Regions from separate parts of the Mus musculus genome. Here all the other regions are linked to region 3. Evidence: chromatin contacts called from public HiChIP or PLAC-seq data. All regions are on one chromosome and are shown on one strand. The core of a region is the stretch at or near the end of the contact, and the rest is flanking DNA. Distances in the headings are between cores, read along the strand shown.

Region 1 (2,943 bases), core at 299-2,798, 600 kb after region 3:
TCAAACATTTTTTAAAACATATTTCTAAGTTCTCTTCACAAAGTGTATGAATTTGATAAGCTGAACATTAATTCTCTTGGGAGCTGGAGAGTGTTTCTTTGCTCACACAGAACCGTCTTGGACTTTAAATAACCTTGAAACAAGACTGGCTATGGAATCCTGAGGGCTGGAATTACAGACATGGGCCACCATGCCTGGGTTTCCAGTGCTGGGGATTAAGTCTAATGCCTTAAGTAGGCAACTCTCCCAACTGAGCCACTTCCTCAGCCCCTCAATTCAACCTTAGAAAATGAAAACCTAACTCTACAGAGTCAAACGGGCTGTCTGTGGTCTAAGGAGCCATGTAGCCACAGGTTCATAGCCAGAAAACTTCAAAGTGGACGCGTGAGTGCTGCAGTTGCCCTGTGCAGCCAGGCAGAGCCAATTCCATCCTCCTGCAGGAGCGAATGGATTCTAAGTCACGGGGCTGGAAAGTTACATTGCTGGGCTTTTGTTTGTTTGTTTGTTTCATGTGTACAATTATTGTTTTATTTTGTTTTGATGGTTTTGTTTTTATTTTATTTCTTTGAGATAGGGTCTCACTATGTAGCTCTGGCTGTCCTGGAACTCACTGTGTAGATCAGGTTGGCCTCAAACTCAGAGATTCACTTGTCTCTGTGTCCTGAGTGCTGGGATGAAAGGCACGTGCCACCAGACCTGGCATGTTGCTGGGTTTGCTTGCTTGCTTGTTTGTTTGTTTGAAGATTGGTTTTTGCTTGTTTATATGTGGATATAACTGTGTGTGCTCACCATGTGTGCAAGTTGCAGTGGAGACCAGAGGAAGGCAGTGGAGACCCTGAAACTGGAGTTATAGGTGGTTTTGAGCTGTCAGACATGGGTGTTAGGATCTAAGGTCAAGTCCTCTATAAGAGCAGCAAGCACTCTTGACTTCTGAGCCATTTCTCCAGCCCCAAAAGATAGATTTATACAAACATGGCAACAAGACATATCAACCACAAATGTATACAATAACAAGAAACTAGTACACAGGTGCATGGTACCTGTGACCTGAAGCTGTTTATTATTTTTATTTTCCCATGCATGTGTATTTTGCCTACATGTACCATGCACAAGCCTGGCGCCCTAAGAGCCAAAAGAGGGTCTCAGGTTCAATGCAACTGGAGTTACAGGTGGTTGTGAGTCACCACACAGATACTGGGAACTGAACCCGGGTTCTCTCGAAGAGCAGCAGTCCTCTTAACCACTGAAATACCTCTCCAGCCTGCCTGAGACCATCTAATGCCATCTGCTTAAGGTGGTCACTGATAGGCCACCCGTGTGGCTGGTCCTGCTATAGTGTCCTCCTTGCTTCATAAGTCGTCAAAGTCACTCACCTGCAACTCATCAAGGGAGTGAGCTGAGTGACAGAGGGATGACGGTGAGCTTCAAGGAAATGGGGGTCTTATCACAACTCTCTGCAGCTTCCCAGTCTGGCCCAGTAGTACTCACCCAATGAATAGTCACTGGCTTCTTGAACACAAGTGCAACCCAAGGCCAGTGAGTGCCTCTGACTCATAGAAAATGCGCCTCATTTTCATAGGTCTGGTTGTTACATTAAAAATAAATGTGCTGTGTGACAGACACCGTAGCAGGAGGAACTTCTGTTAGAACTCAGAACTCCCTCCTCACCTTGCGGACTGTGAAACTATAGGGCAGGTTACAGATGAGGAAATGGAGGCCACGTTCACGCAGGACTTCTGAAAGGCAGGAGGGCAAACGTCTGATGTGTTGTTCAGATGTTATCACTGTAAGGCAGGAAGGAGGCAAGCATGTGTGTCTGCTCCAGTCTGCCCATCGCCTCCATTCACAACCTGCTCCCCTTCTAAGTCCCTCACACTATAGGACTTTCAAATCTGAAAGGCGGGGCCCTGAACTCATCATTTGAACTGCTGAAACCCCAAAAGATCAAACCTCTACACTCAAGACTTAGTGATGGCATCCCAGAATTCAGGAGATAGAAAGAAGGAGACTTCTGTGAGTTCAAGACCAATCTGGACTACATAGTGAATTCCAAGTCAGGGCTATATAGTGAGACTATCTCAAAATAAAAACAATAAACAAAAAACAAATCGTTACATTTTAAGACCAAATCTCTTGCTTTTTTAAGATTGTGTGTGTGTGTGTGTGTGTGTGCATGCTCACACACACACACACACACACACACACACACACATACACACACACACACATACACACACACAAGAGAGAGAGAGCGCGCATGCACTCGAGTGGGCATAAGCATGCCTATACATGCCATAGCACACATTTAGCTCACAGACGTGGACAACTTGGAGGACTGTGTTCTCTTTTCCTACTATGTGGGTCCCAGGGATCTAAATCAGTCCTCAAGCTTAGAGGAAGAGCTTTTCTGCTTTTGTTTTAAGGTCTGAAGCTTGAACCCCAGGCCTCACGTATGCCAAATGCCTGCTCTACCACTGAGCTGCAGTCTGTCTACTTAGACTTTCTTTTTGCTTTCTTTCTTTATATGCTTTGATTTTTTTGTTTTTTTGTTTGTTTGCTTGCTTGCTTTTTTGTTTGTTTGTTTGTTTGTTTTATTGAGACAGTGTGGAGGGCACAGGGTCCAATTACAGATCGAGAGAGAGAAGCCAGAACTGTTAAGTACACAGGTTTTTTTGTCTTCAATGGAAGAAATTGACACCTGTTGGCCTGGAAGGCTGCAGTGGATGTTTAATAGTCTGGCAATCCTTGCTTTTCTGTACAGCCAGGCCTCCGCCGAATCTCCTTATCTTGAGCTGTGTTTCTCAGTCAATAGAACCCATCCTAGTGTAAAACTTTCCTGTGCTTTGTTTGCAAAAGAGTTTTCTACTATGCTTGTTACAACCCTTCCTCCATAGGCCCTGGTCCTGAGCATTGTTTCTTAGTCAATAGAACCAATTCTTGAGG
Region 2 (2,961 bases), core at 354-2,853, 540 kb after region 3:
AACTCACAAGCCAGTCCAAAATAAGGTGACACATATGCACACGCACAGGCGCATATCAGAGAAAATACATGCAAGGAGACAGTTGCAATATTCATATGTAATGAATACTTTCTCATTCCTCAACAAGAAAAATGTATGCCGTAATTATTACTTTCCAGAGACTGATATGCAATCAATCTCACCAAGAAACATAAAGACAATTATTGTAACCAAGATCCCATGGGAATGCTGAGTAGCTAATCCGACCTGAATGTGGGGCTATTGATATTTGAACTGAGGTGTGGCTCGGTGGTGGAATGCTTATGTAACATGTTCACGGCCTGTTTTGATCCTCACACTGAAAAAAAAAAGTTAAACAGATCAAGAATGGGTAAAGCATGTTCCAGATTGTAGAATAGAACGTCAGAACATCCAGGGGTGGCAGCAACCATGGCCAGTTGAGAAGGAATGCAGGTGGTTAAATGTAAGTGGGAAACCCATGCGACGGTGGTCTCAGGTGGACAGAATCCACCTTGTGTTCATTTAAACAAAAAGGAAGTTTATTAGGAGAACAAGGAATAACTCCACAGATCCAACACGAGCAAGAAAAAGGAGGCAATGCACCTGAGCCAGTGACAGTAGGAGTCAGAGCTTCAGTCAGAGGAATAGACTAGTGGGGACCCCACAGCCAGTACACCATGAGACAACACCACTGCACCTGTGCTGTGGCCTCCATGCCACTCACTACAGTGGGTCCCCCCTGAGCCTGGGGCACATTCTCATGTTCAGGTGTCATGGAGGAGAGAAAATAAGGACATATACTTTTCTGTCTCCATGTGAAAGCCATCAAGAGCCTGTGAAGTGTCTCACATTAGAGTTCAACTCGAGCCAGACCAAACCTGGCAAAGGAGAGTTGAGGCTCTAAGGAAGAGGTTGGTCACTCATGGTAAAGAGTCAGGACTTTATCTGTACTAACAGCTGAAGGCTCCGTGGTCTTCATTTTTACAGCCATACTCTGGGACAATATGGAAGGCAGCGTGGAGGAGCTGGAGAGCAGGACAAGAGCAAATCGTGTTCTATTTGTCTTTGGAGAAGCACTCTGTGTTGTGTATAATGTGAAGCCCCTGCTGGCCTCACGGAGATCTCTTGATCTTTAACCAGAGTCTGTGGTTGGCAAGCCAGCCTCTGAGAAACCATGTGTCCCTGCCTGACTTGTTTATTTATTTAGCTCCAACACATTTATTGAAGACTTATTTATATGTGAAGGTCAGGAGATATCTTTCAGGAGTCAGTTCTTTCCTTCCACCACTCGGATCCTGGGAACCAAACTTGGGTTGCCAGATCTGGTGGCACACATATTTACCAAGTGCACCACTGACACCCCCAGTGGGGACAAAACCCAGAGCATCGTGAATGTTAGACAGGCATTTGAACTTATAAAACCAATACCTCACCCCTAGCCCTCACTTAGACTAACTTGATATAATTTTATAATTTGAACAGCATCCTTGTTCTATAGATCAGGAAATAGGTTCAGAAAACTGAGGTACTTTACTCAAGTTTACATGACTGGTACACATCAAAACTAAGGCTTAAAGGCCAACTCTTTCCACTCTGTCAAAGATAAAGGTCCCTGTGTGACGCAGGTTATCTGTGCAGAGCTACTTCTAACAGCCACTGACACCAGCTCTGCCTGCACCATGGGAACAAAGCACTAAGTGAAAGACAGGCCATATGGACAGGACATGTGCACAAAAGCATGAATTCCTGCTCCGAGGAACAAGAAGTGATTCCCTGAGTGTCTGGTAATTTATAGGTTTCCCCCAGGGAGTGGCTTGATAGGTAACTGAAGAGTGAACAGAGGTCAAATCACAAAGGGCTTACAATTTTAAGAAATAGTACACAAGCCAGTTTAGTACTTTGTAGAAAAGAGAGCACTTGAAGTGGACCTTAAACTATGCTGAAGGCCAGCTAGGTGGCTCGGTGGGCAAAGGCACTTGCTGGTAAGCCTGATGACGTGAGTTTGATACCTGGATGCCACACAGTGGAAACACAGGACTGACCATTAAGTGGTCCTCAGTCTGTCTGTCATGGCAAGTGGTGTGTATGCACACTAAAGACAAGGAAAGGCATTCAAGAGCAGGAGAGGAAAAGGCACAGGAGCAGCAGCACTCATGCAGGGCAACTTGGGCTGATGGGCAGGAAGATGGCAGATCAAATTCCCGGAGTAAGCTGAAGCCAAATGTATGCTATGTCTGAGCACAAGAGAACAAGCAAGGTTTTTAAAGGGAGGACGTGAATGTAGAGAGCACACCAGACACACTGACATGTTGTGTAGGGGTTTCAGGAGGTAGAAAGAAGGTACATGTGATGGTTTGTATGTGTGCTTGGACCAGGGAGTGGCACTGTTGGGAGGTATAGCCCTGTTGGAGTAGGTGTGTCACTGTGGGTATGGACTGTAAGACCCTTACCCTAGCTGCCTGGAAGTCAGTGTTCTACTAGCAGCCTTCAGACGAAGATGTCAAACCCTCAGCTCCGCCTACAACATGCCTGCCTGGATGCTGCCATGCTCCCACCTTGATGATGACGGACTGAACCTCTGAAACTCTTAAGTCATCCCCAAGTAAATGCTGTCCTTGTAAGAGCTGCCTTGGTCATGGTATCTGTTCACAGCAGTTAAACCCTAACTAAGACAGTGCACAAACCAAGGGAGAAGCGAGGGAGGTATTCAGCTGTGAGCATCTTCAAGTTGATAGTCTAGAAAAATAGATATTCAAAAACAAAGAAGGGGAAAGCAAGCCACAAGAAGTCGACTTGTGAGACAGCAGACAATGGTGCCATGATAACCACAGACAGAGGACTGAAAGCAAAAGTAAATGAACCAGAAAAAGAACTTCAAGTTGGGCACAATACATCAGCACTTGGGAGGTAGAGGCAGGAGGATCAACAGGTCAACATTCTCCTCCTCTACTTGGTAAATTC
Region 3 (2,930 bases), core at 334-2,833:
CAGGCTGTCACCTGGCTAACGGGTGCCCTAGAGACACAGTGAGCATGCTGGCTCACCTCTCATGATCCCAAGAAGACAAGAGAGGTCACAATTCAGGGTGCTACCTACCAGACTCCAGCCTGCACGCTAGAACTGCAGCAGACTGGGCTCTCTGGCAAGGCTTGGGGGAGGAGACACTGACCTCAAGCCGGGGAATGCTGTCCACAGCTGGTTGGTCATCTGTTAAGACATGCCAAGCCAGACATTTGATCTATTGGACTTGTGTGTCCATTATCCCAGCCAGCCTATGGTGTTGGGGACAGTGCTCACTCATCAGGGACCTTCCTGCCATCAGTTCTTGACCCTCCTCCAGGAAAGACAGAAGAACTCAAAGCTGTGAGATGCAGAACATTACACGGAGCGGGGCTGAAGCTCCAGCGCTTCATAGCCGAGAGGCGACAAGGAGCCAGCCTGGCTTGGCCTACCTCACTCAGCATGACTCCACACATTCTTTGCCATTCTAGCTGTGTCTTCCAGCTTCACAGTCATACACACAGCCTGTCATAGCTCCCATGAGTCACAGGACATAGAATGAAACCAGCTGGGCCATCCAGGAATCCCCTACTCCAACTTGCAGAATAAGTCAAAAAAGGCCTTCATTTTAGTGTCTTCGACTGGCTAGAAGAATCTACGCGGATACTTTACTGTCACGTGAGATCAAGGTTCACAGACCAGTCACATTTCAGTGAAGCACTGTTTGATGTCTGAGACCTGAGCTAACTAACACTGGCTCTTTTCACACCCATGGCAGACATGAGTAATCGATACTCATACTCTTTCTCTAAGCTTGAATAGCTTCAGGAAGCCGACCCCACTTGATCAGGCTTGGCCTAAATGATACCTATGATGTCCCTAGTGTTACACTTTACCAAAGTGGACAATGCTCATTTCGATCCAACATCCAACTTCCAAGTAGCAAACACAGTCCTTCCTTCTTAGCGGTGGGCAGAGACTACACGCTCAAGTATAGGGTCCTGCTGGTTGGGACTCCCAATATCAAAACTCATTCCTTACTACCCATGCTGACTTTAGAGCCTGACTCTGGACATGGCAGCCACCATGGAGATAGGGATACCCCTTCCCTGTCACTGTAGATTTTAAATCTCAGTCTTGTCCTTAGAACCCAGATTTTGAGTGAGAAAACAAATCACCCAGCACCCTGCCAACTCCCCTGTCCTGGAGGACCAGGCCTAACTCAGCAGCTCTGGATTCATACTTAGGGACCAATTTAGGTGCCAAAAGCCAGACTGTTGTGGATAGAGCAGGCATCAACCTCAGACTGCCAGGAAACCCCAAGAATCATCTATTCTCTCTCACATCATGGCCAAGGAGCAGCCCAGGGACAGTCATGGGCCATCCAGGGATGACCGCAGGACCATCAGAAGCACAGCTGGCTAGGCCAGCCTGGCCCCAAGCCTCAGGAGCTATAGAGGCCCAAAGCACTCGCTCACACTTGCAGAGGGCGGGGCGGGGCTATGCCAGGCTGGGGGAGGTGTTTCCCCCATCTGCCAGGGTATGTGCTAAGTTCTCACAGAAACTGAGCCACCCAAATAAGGAACAGACAGTGGCTGTTGTGTCTAGGGAAGTGGTCTAACCACAACCTTTCACCTCTGCCCATGCATCCAATAACCCACGTGTCCTACTCTTACTTCCGAAGCCTCTTCTTGGTCCAGAGTCTGAGATTTACGACATTCTTTAAGAAGTCCATAGGCCTCCATGGTGCAGAACCTTCCCACAGCTCCCTCTACTTGGCTGTCACCCACCTTCCAACCCCACGAGCTTGCACACTCTCTCCTCCCTCCCCCCTCCTGACATCTGCACACTCTGCTCCCTCCCCAGAGGCCGCTATCACTGTTCCTTCTCCTGTACCACACGGCCTCTCCTCCTCAGTTCTGGCCCCTCTGAAAGCCACTCCCCACCCCCGTCACAGCACTTGTCTCTGAGGATTCTTATGAACAGAAAGTTGAGTCTTGGTCTCCATCCGAGCCATGCTCAGCATGATCCCAAGTCTTCCTTCCCCTGGAAGAAAGTGGAAAAGCCTCCAGGCCAGGATCCTCTAACGCACACCTGCCCTGTTGCTGCCCCTGAAGGCAGAAGGTACCAGAGCCACGCGGCCACTCCAGGGGCAGAGGAGGGGCAGAGGCTGGAGCATCTCAGTGCTTTGCTTTAATAGAGCTGACTCCAAAGGATGGAAACCTGCCAACTCCTAAGTCCAGACAGGTCCTGACAGCTTTCCCTCTGTGATGTCTCTAACACACCCACTACCCTAAAGCCGCCACTGTTAAGACCAGTTAGCAGGCTATGTTCTGATGCTGGAGAAAGACTTGCACCAACACAGACTTTCCACCGTGGATCTAGAATGGTACCACAGTATCCGAGACAACCCGAGTCAAGGACACAGTCTGCCAGTCTTCCTGCTGCACAGGCATGTTTTATCACACAGGCTACTCCAGCCAGGAGACCTGGTGCTCACCCAACTCTGGACCTAGACAGACCCAGGGCATCATTCCCTGGGCCCAGTATGGGCCAGGTGAGTGGCTTGGACACCAGCCACCACATACCTTTCTCACATTATAAAAGTCTCTGTGGGGGTTACTCTTCAATTCCTTGAACTCTGACATTTCATTTAACATCTCATGAAGGCTAAACTTGGATTCCAGAAAGTTCAGTCGCCGGTGACAATAGGTTTTCCTGCAAGTTGGTGAGAGATAGAGACCCCAGTAAGACATCAAATGACAGTTTAGCAACCTCAAGACAGGGTAGTGACCGGGGCTGGAAGGGTCAGGTTCTGACAGCATGGAGGAAGAAGAGCCGAGATGCTTCCAGCTTTCCTCAGACCTGGCTGAGCTGACCAGCACACACGTGTGAGGACACCACATGAGCAGACGGTC

What was found. HiChIP or PLAC-seq counts read pairs in DNA pulled down with a chosen protein or histone mark.
Region 1: an H3K27ac HiChIP or PLAC-seq map of T-cell acute lymphoblastic leukemia shows a contact between it and region 3, with 2.7 times the contacts expected there. The contact joins two enhancer-like sites.
Region 2: an H3K27ac HiChIP or PLAC-seq map of thymic regulatory T cells shows a contact between it and region 3, with 3 times the contacts expected there. The contact joins two enhancer-like sites. A contact is called at or near these places in 2 of 115 datasets of contacts at active chromatin or transcription factors (astrocytes and thymic regulatory T cells).

The regions. Positions count from the first base shown.
Region 1 is chr7:110,195,981-110,198,923 of GRCm38.p6, reverse strand. No RefSeq gene overlaps it. Among named protein-coding and RNA genes, the nearest start is that of Swap70, 24 kb to the left of the region's middle. Within about 2 kb of position 1,548, at least 14 of the 459 cell types and tissues checked have an H3K27ac peak or open chromatin away from gene starts, as enhancers often do. A contact at or near this core is called in T-cell acute lymphoblastic leukemia, where this site is marked.
Region 2 is chr7:110,252,758-110,255,718 of GRCm38.p6, reverse strand. All of the region lies in intron 2 of Swap70 (SWA-70 protein), which reads right to left. Among named protein-coding and RNA genes, the nearest start is that of Swap70, 33 kb to the right of the region's middle. Within about 2 kb of position 1,603, at least 14 of the 459 cell types and tissues checked have an H3K27ac peak or open chromatin away from gene starts, as enhancers often do. A contact at or near this core is called in thymic regulatory T cells, where this site is marked.
Region 3 is chr7:110,795,479-110,798,408 of GRCm38.p6, reverse strand. It overlaps Ampd3 (adenosine monophosphate deaminase 3), which reads right to left. Exons shown (of 15, transcript NM_001276301.1): 6 at 2,601-2,730. Among named protein-coding and RNA genes, the nearest start is that of Gm39069, 16 kb to the right of the region's middle. Within about 2 kb of position 1,583, at least 134 of the 459 cell types and tissues checked have an H3K27ac peak or open chromatin away from gene starts, as enhancers often do. A contact at or near this core is called in T-cell acute lymphoblastic leukemia and thymic regulatory T cells, where this site is marked.